Linked DNA regions of Mus musculus: region 2 is linked to region 1. The links are chromatin contacts, called in public promoter capture Hi-C maps. All regions are on one chromosome and are shown on one strand. The core of a region is the stretch at or near the end of the contact, and the rest is flanking DNA. Distances in the headings are between cores, read along the strand shown.

The links. Promoter capture Hi-C pulls out the DNA fragments that hold promoters and counts their contacts.
Region 2: a contact with region 1 is called in a promoter capture Hi-C map of liver, with 3 times the contacts expected there. The contact joins two enhancer-like sites. A contact is called at or near these places in 7 of 39 promoter capture datasets (the C10 cell line, the HPC-7 cell line, cranial neural crest and 4 more), 1 of 15 datasets of contacts at CTCF or cohesin (large pre-B cells), 2 of 484 Hi-C or Micro-C datasets (B cells and liver), 3 of 115 datasets of contacts at active chromatin or transcription factors (cardiomyocytes, embryonic stem cells and large pre-B cells) and 3 of 9 other capture datasets (adipose tissue, embryonic stem cells and liver).

The regions. Positions count from the first base shown.
Region 1 is chr2:5,034,716-5,038,953 of GRCm38.p6, reverse strand. It overlaps Optn (optineurin), which reads left to right. Exons shown (of 14, transcript NM_001356487.1): 7 at 2,184-2,283; 8 at 3,871-3,986. Among named protein-coding and RNA genes, the nearest start is that of Mcm10, 24 kb to the right of the region's middle. Within about 2 kb of position 2,288, at least 35 of the 459 cell types and tissues checked have an H3K27ac peak or open chromatin away from gene starts, as enhancers often do. A contact at or near this core is called in liver, where this site is marked.
Region 2 is chr2:5,820,787-5,825,024 of GRCm38.p6, reverse strand. Cdc123 (cell division cycle 123) reads left to right here. Exons shown (of 13, transcript NM_133837.5): 5 at 1,828-1,923; 6 at 3,643-3,749. Among named protein-coding and RNA genes, the nearest start is that of Gm29984, 2.7 kb to the left of the region's middle. Within about 2 kb of position 2,339, at least 8 of the 459 cell types and tissues checked have an H3K27ac peak or open chromatin away from gene starts, as enhancers often do. A contact at or near this core is called in liver, where this site is marked.

The DNA of each region.
Region 1 (4,238 bases), core at 1,039-3,538:
CTGGGTGGCCTGGGACATGCTGTGGTAGACCATACTGATCTCACAGAGACACTCCACCCCCACCCCACCCCCCCTCACGCCTCTGACCCCCGAGGGCTGAGATTAAAAGTGTGTGCACAACTGATTGAATTTGTATTTTCTAAATTAGCCAGTAAGGATAAGAGGTTGTATAAGAAATACAGCCTTGTTTGTTTGTTTGTTGTTTTTTTTTAATAATAATATTTCAGGAAATAACAAGGGAAAGATGACCCAAAGTGAACATTTGCCCTAGAAAATTAAGATAACTTGTAATTCACATGTAGGCCAAAACCTGGGCCAAATGTGAAGTGTCCTACCGTGTGGGTAAGCCCACACTCCTGCGAGTACCATCTGCTGCCTCTGCCGTGTATTCAGCCAAGCCAAAGGGACAATAACTGAATACCAATTAGGGTTGGTAGTTTGTAACAGAAAAATGGGAAACAACACATCTCTACAGACTTCCCATGGCGCAGCACTGCTTTGACAGGAGCCTTGAGGGAAGCAGTGCTTTGAGCAGCCCTTCCACAGCCACTTTCCTGCTTCTTGGTCACTTCCAAGTAGCTGCCTCCATGGATAAGGTTTAAATTGTTACTTACGTTTTTGAAGATTTAATCATGACCTATTGACCTCTAGGTATGAACGAGGAAGGCTGAACTGTCTTGCACAACCATCAGCCGCCCAGTACATGCATTTCTGGAACTTTCTGTACCTCCTCTTCCTAGCTGAAATCGATAATTTTGAACTTTCCTCAAATTACTACTCTGTTCGTGCCCCTGTGCATTTGGACACATGCATACAATGCACATGTGTGCTCGCTCACAGTCAAGCACAATGACATGTGTGCTCGCTCACAGTCAGGCATACAGTGCACACGTGTGCTCTCACAGTCAGGCATACAGTGCACACGTGTGCTCGCTCACAGTCAGGCATATAGTGCACACGTGTGCTCGCTCACAGTCAGGCATACAGTGCACATATGTGCTCTCTCACAGTCAGGCATACAGTGCACACGTGTGCTCGCTCACAGTCAGGCATACTATGCACATGTGTGCTCGCTCACAGTCAGGCGAGCTTGCACTAGACAGCAGTCACTTTCCTTTTATACTTTTTAGGTCTCAGTACAAAATTCGCCATCTAACCAGTTGCCTCTTGCGTTGGTCTGTTTTCTGCTTCTTTAACAGAGTGCTAGACTAGACAGGTTGTAAACTATGGAAGTGTTTTCAGCCTATAGTCCTGAGGCTTTCAACAGAAAACAATGGAGCTTTTAACCCAGCCTTTATTAGGAACCCACTCCTGAGATGGTAACTGTGAAGGCATGCTGCTACAGCACCATGGCAACTAAGTGTCAACGTGGAAGGTTGGAGAGGTGCTCCGCAGTCAAGAGCATAGACTGCTCTTATAGAACACCTAAGTCCAGGCCCCCATGTGGAGTGACTCACAACTGCCTGCAACTCCAGTTCCAGGGGATCTTAAGCTCTCTCCTGACTCCTGCATTCACACACAGTTAAAAATAAAGTCTCTCACCCCTCAGAAAACTCACTGTGAGGTTTGAAAGGGTTGTTTAGTTATAGCTTCATGGTTTCCCTGGGAGCCAGTCTCTTCATTACAGTCAATTCATTACGACTCGGATTGTTCTTAAGGTATCTTGATTCCACTACTTTGTAGTCGTTCCTAAGACCGCTTTTAGTCAGCATCCTATAGAATTCCTATAGAATTCCTCATTCCAATTCAGCATCCTATAGAATTCCTCAGCTCGCCACTGTTGGATCCCATTTCCTTAACCCAGTGCCTTTCTTACTCTTTCCCCCTTAGTAAAGTACACTGTATCTCTACTGACTTACTGAGGAAGAATATGAGAAGAGAATATTTTCTGAGATCTGCCTAGCCAAAAGTCTCCCACCTCTTTGCTTCATCTGTATTCTGTATGTATTCATCTTATGTATTCATCTGTATGTATTCATCACAGGAGTTCTAGTCAGCAATAGGATAAAAGCAAGATGACTGCTAAAGAGGCAAATATAAAGAGACATTGAAGCCCTGCCTTTCTCCAGGCTCTGACACGTGCATTCGAGTGCCTCTACAGCTGCTTGTCCTCGTGTGTCTAAACAGAAAGTAAAACTTCTCTACATTCTGATGTTGTTGGTGTTTTGTTTTGTTGTTTTCAGAATTTCAGATTTTGAAAAGAAAGCAAATGGCCATTCTTCTACTGAGAAGCAGACAGCGAGGAGAGCAGACAGAGAGAAGGAGGACAAAGGCCAAGAGAGTGTGGGTACAGCACCGCCAAAGGACTGGCACGTCCCTGGCATGTCCCCGTTGGTGACGTGGTTGCTGGGTTCAAGTCTTACGTTGCACTATTTACCTTAGAAATGGAAACTTGTTTGTTTCAGAATACTTTCTACTTCTTTCGTTTTCATTTCCTTATCCTGAATTTGAAGTGCATGTCAGTAAGATGTGAACCAGTCTGTACACTCTCATATCTCTCCTTGTCTGATGGCATCTCCTGAATCCTTAAGTCCACCACCAGAAAAAGACATTTTGACTGACTTATAAGATGTCCTTTGTGAACATGAATCTGAGACTTTAGAATGGAAAGATCTTGGCTCTGTCCCAGCACTGGTAGGGAACAAAGGAATTAGCGTTTAAAAAAAAAAAAAAAAAGTTCCTGAATAACTTATGCCCTTGAGCCTGAAGAGTTTTAAGTTTAGGAAAAGTTCCTGAAGCCAGGAAATTAAAGAGTTCACAGTAGTCTGTACGAGAGACATATAGAATGATCCTTCTGTTCATGTATTCATCAGTACACACACACACTCACTCTCACACACTCACAAACACACTCACTCACATACACTCATATACACACTCACATACACACTCACACACACTCATTCACACACACACTCATACACACACACACACTCATACACATTCAACACACATACACACACACACACTCTCTCATACACTCACTCACACACACACTGGCTATGTCCTTCCTTTCCCTTTCATTTCTCTTTATTTTTTTAAATTTTGAGATTGTGTCTTATCCAGCCTAGGCTGAGCTCAGACTCACACGTAGCCTAGGAGAGGAACTACGATGTTCCCTGCCTTTGCTATGCTAGGATTACAGACGTGCAGCGGCTTCTCTGGCTCTGAGTCCCAACCTTAAGACAATGGAGAACACTGAAGACTGGTACAGTGGTGCATACCCCTATGAGTCTGGTGTCTGGTAGACTGAGGCAGTTGGATTTCAGATTTAAGGACAGCTTATGTGACAGCAAATTCCAGATCAGCATGAGTGCAAAAGCAAAACGGGGGTGGGGAAGGTGGAGAGAGAACAGGATGAGCTTACATGAAGAGAGCACGCTGCCAGAACAGCACACCGTTAACTGATGGACCAACAGTTAATGGGAAAGTATTGATGTTTCTAAGCTCGGATAAAACTCATATGCAAATTGACAACTGGCGGGCTTCCGGGAGAAGAGCTGGATAACAAATAATTACGTAAGCTAGAAGCAGACATTGGCAAGGCAATATAGTCTCGGAGTCTTTCCCCACACGAATAAAGTTATATTTTGACCTGGTGACCTGTGATCCCAGAAGCCTGAGTAGGTCCAGGTTTAGCAGTAAATCCATTATCACACAGGCCTAGACTGATAGTGGATGTGGTGCACAGAAACACAAGCTTGCCCAGACTGCTTTTCACATAAGTCACTTGGGGAAGTCTTGCGCAAATCAAGTCTACTCAGGGTTTCCGTGTTAGCTGGATATTAGTGGTCCATACTTTCTCCTCACACAAGGTCCACCTCCTCTCGAATGCTCTGTCTCACGTGAATGTCTGACATTGTCTGACAGGTTGGAAGCGAAGTGGAAACACTGAGCATTCAAGTGACCTCTCTGTTTAAGGAGCTTCAAGAGGCACACACAAAACTCAGTGAGGCTGAGCTGATGAAGAAGAGACTTCAAGAAAAGTAATAACTCATTTAATTTCCTCGCATGATTTATGAAGTGCGTTACTGTAGCAAAGCAGTTTTGTTACTGTATTAAAACAAGCAGGGACCTGATAGACGGTTCAGAAAAAGAGAACTTAGTGTTGGTGTGTATTCCTGAAGCTGTTGTCACACGGGTCATAAGGACACAAGAGGACTTGCACTGTGCTGTGAAGAGCACCAACCTCTGTAACCCCTGTACAGAGCTACATATAGTATTGTGATGTGAGAGAT
Region 2 (4,238 bases), core at 1,090-3,589, 790 kb before region 1:
CCAGTGCGCTTAGCCACCGAATCATCTTTGCTGCCCGGTTGTATCTTGTATGGAAATCACTGCTGATCTTAGATAAGTGAGTTCTATTGACAAAGCTCTATGGCAGCCAGATCTGCAGCTTCTGATGATTTTGAGGAAGTAATTTGCATCCTTTTGACTGGAGAGGCAGGCAAAAGGGAACTCCTAGTTCCGTTGAGGGGTAGCTTCCTGACTTGTCTAAGCTGGGTAGGTTGTAGACTAGTGGAAGAGAGATATGGGGCAGTCTGTCAAGTCTGTCAGTGAGAGCTTGTTAGCCAGCCTAGTGTCTTACTTACAGTTAACCCTTTTTAGAGTGTGCCTTGGTGTTAAAGTTCTTGCCTGGCATGCTTAGGGCCAGGGATCAAGTCTTTGCCTCAGATCAACCAATGGTTGTTTCTAATTTTAAGTTGTTTTTCATTTTAAGAGCTTGCTTTTTCTTCTCAGTTTTTTGTGGTTGTTTGTTTTGTTTTGTTTTGTTTTCTCTTCCATGGGCTAAATCTTGAAAGTCCACAGGCATCATCTGGGTTTGTACTGGGTAGGTAATTTTATAATTTTAGTTAGATTTATTTTTCAGAACCTGCAGTTGCCCAGTAGGGGGCAACAACCCCGTCTTTAGAGGCTACTGCAGTCTGGTAGTGCCACAAAGAGTTTGTTACTGCCCTTGTGTTCTGCCTCCCACTAAAGTCCATTTCCAGCCCCCTTGCTATTTACCTAGGCAGGATCTATTGGTAACCCAGCTCATCTTCCCACTGAACAGTAGTATTTCTCTTACTTCCTGGTTGAAGCAAACACTGGACGGCTTGAATTAATGTTTACACAAAAATGTCTTTTTCTAACTCTCAACCAAAAAGAAAAGGACATTTTAACTTTGTTTGTATTAGAACTTACTTGTAAATAGTAGTGTCTAGGTATAATTTATTCATCAGGTGTTTTTCATTTTCAGTGAACCTTTTGCATAAATGACCATTTAAGTATGGGGTATTATTTCTGAGAACTTCCCACCGGCATCTCTTCTCTCAAAAAATAGCTCACGCTAGTCACTGTGTGAGTGTGTGTATGCGCACATACATGCCGTGTTCTCGGAGGCCGGAGGAAGATACGGGGCATCGCCCTCTGTTGCTCTTTATCTCACTGCCTTGACTCTCAGTAAACTTGGGGCTTGTCGATTCAGTTAGGGAGGCTGGCCAGTGGGCTCTTGTAATCTGCTTGTCTCTGCCCCCCAATGCTGAGGTTACAGGCATGGGTAGCCATGTCTGCTTTTGTACTGCGGGGTTAAACCTGGGTCCTCATGCTTGCTGTGCTAAGCACACACATCCACTGCCTTATCCCCACCCCTTCTTCCCACCCTTGCCCAGACCTTAGTAGACAGAGCATCGTGTAGCAGCTATTGGCCTTGAACTTTCTGTCTAGTCAAGGCTGTCCTGAGCTCCTGGTCCCTGCCTGTCCTTGACATGTGCTGGGTTACAGGGATATGCCTCTCACTTGGCTCAGATGCTGGCATTAGGTAAGGATTCAGAAAAGACCACTGAGTTGCTCCTCCCGAACCACACACTTGGTGACATCTGTGTTTTCAGAGACGTGTGGGTTCGGAAAGTACCATTTAAGAAGTTGATGATTTTATTCCTCTTTCTGGTAAATACTACTTTCTTGGTGATTTTATTTAATTGAGAGCAGGAATAAGAACAATAATTTGCATTATATATAATTCTGGTTTTGATACCCTAACTGAAACATTGAAATGTTGATCATGATTTCTGTGACTCTTCTAATGGTGTTGACTTGCTCACGACCTGTTCTCTGTCTCTCTAGGCACCAGAGTTTCCTGAGTTCAACACTCAAGTCCAAGAAGCTATCAATTCGCTGGGGGGTAGTGTCTTCCCTAAGCTTAACTGGAGTGCCCCAAGGGTAGGAAGATGTAAAGAAATCTCACTATTTGAGTAGTTGTTTGTTTTGTTCTGTATTCATTTTATATTCCCTCCGAGCATCTAATGTACCTTCCATTACATTCTTAATTTCAGGGAAAGCACTGTTGAGATTATTATATTTTTCCTCTGTTGTTTTATTCTTCTGATTTTGCTGTTTGTACTTTCTACGAAATACTGTGCATTCTGCCAAAAGACAATTTGACCTCTTGTGTTGCCAATTGTACTAGGATTCTGGGTATGTTCGTAGTCTGCATTATTTAAAACTTCACCCTCTCAGTTGAGCAAGGTTTTCTCTATTGAAAAGTACAATAAATATGGTGGCCCAGAGAGATAGCTCAGTGGGTAAAAGTGCCTGCCATCTAGCCAGATGACCTGAGTTCATTCCAGGGACCCACGAGGCAGGAGAGAACTGAGTGTTGAAAGTTGTCCTCTAACCTTGCATACACAGACACACACAGACACAGACACGCTTGTACACAGTGGCAGGGATCCAGTTTTGTTTCTCCGCATATTCGGTGTTTGCCATGACCGTCCTTTTGCAAACACCCTGTCCTTACCTGAGGCATACTACTACAATTAATAACATCTTCCCATTCCATGTTTTGCCATCCTTAGAGTTAAGAGTTGCATTATTTTTTATTCAGCTGTGTGGTTTGCTGTGTACATACTGATGTTTTTGTGGGATTAAATATGATTTGGGTATACTTTCTTTAACTAGAAGTTTATTGTCTTTTTTTATTGGGAGAAATTATAAAGATATCATGTAGAGGTTTTTTAAATTCATTTTTAGTTTCTCAGGCAACTTTTCATCTACATGAATAATGTTTGAAATTTTCTTTGTTTCCACTTAAGATAGGAAGATTATTTCTGGTTGTAAATTCCTTATGCACCTGTTCATTTGTTTATGGAATGACTTGTATACACCAGTGCTTTCTTCCATGCAGTGTGGGTAATGGGACAGTTTTGGTAGTTATTGGTGTTTTCCATTGTGTATTTTAGCCTGTGTCTGAGCTGTCTATAGAAGTGTGACTTTATCACACTGCGTTGGGCCCGGTTACTTTACGTCCACATGTCCGGTGCAGCCCTGCTTTGGGTTGTGGTGGTGAAACTGTTTGACTTATTCCTTCCTGATCAGATGAACAGGGTCTTGACTGCCCTGAGCATCCAAGTTCAGGTGCTCGTCGGTTGGTCTCCCCAATCAGGGAGGCTGGAAATGACTGCTTTCACTGTGGAGAGCAGCTGATTCTTCACCACGTGAATCTTCGCCCTGACCTGTGTGACTTCATTAACCTTCCTTCCATCTTATCGTGAAAAACGCCCTGGTCTAAATGTGTGGGTCCTCCTATCTCAGTGTGCATAACTACACTTTTTTGAAAAAAAAAATTATACTCATTTGTTTTGTGGGTGGGTATACTTGTGTGTGCATTTTTGGAAGAGGACAATTTGTGGGACGTGGTTCTCTTCTCCCGTGTGTGGCGCAGTATTGCAGTCAGTGGTCAAAGCTGGTGGGAAGTGCCTTTGCCTGCTGAGCCATCTTGGTCCTCAGCGTACATGGCTGGGTGTCTAGCATGGGCTGATCATGCTGTTTGTTGAGAAGTGTAATTTGACCCTGGAGGCGCTGTGCACTGGTGCTCTCTCATCTGTGTGCCTGGGCTGCACTCGCTGGGTGTGTCGTAACTCATACATGTTTATTGTTTAGGATGCGTACTGGATAGCGATGAACAGTTCCCTGAAGTGTAAAACTCTCAGTGATATCTTCCTGCTTTTCAAGAGTTCTGATTTCATCACCCATGACTTCACACAGCCGTAAGTGTCTTGTGAGTAGCTGCTTCCCAGTGGTGACATTCCACTCTCTCCAGGGCCGAACTGTAACAGTTCTGCATCAGGAGCTGTTTCATGGCCCTCAGATGAGTATTAGAGCAAACTTTTCTTTGTCTTTTAAATAAATTCTACACAGTGGATATGCCTGTCAAGGTTTTATATATAGTAAACATTTCAGTAATTTTCCCTGTTACAAAATTCAAGTATGTGCATAATGGTCAAATGAAATTAATAACTACTGATGAGAACAGGAAAGCATGCTGAAAAGCTCCATAAGCAGTTGTATGTAGTTTAGGTTTCTTTTCATGTGTAGATATAATGTAAATATTGCTGCTTCTGTCTGTGTAAGGACTAGTTACGTTTTTTCACATATTTTTATTTTGTATGTGTGTTTGTACAAGTGTCACGGAGAACGTGGGGGTTAGAGAACAGCTTATAGGAGTTGATTCTCTCTTAACACTGTCTGGATTCAGG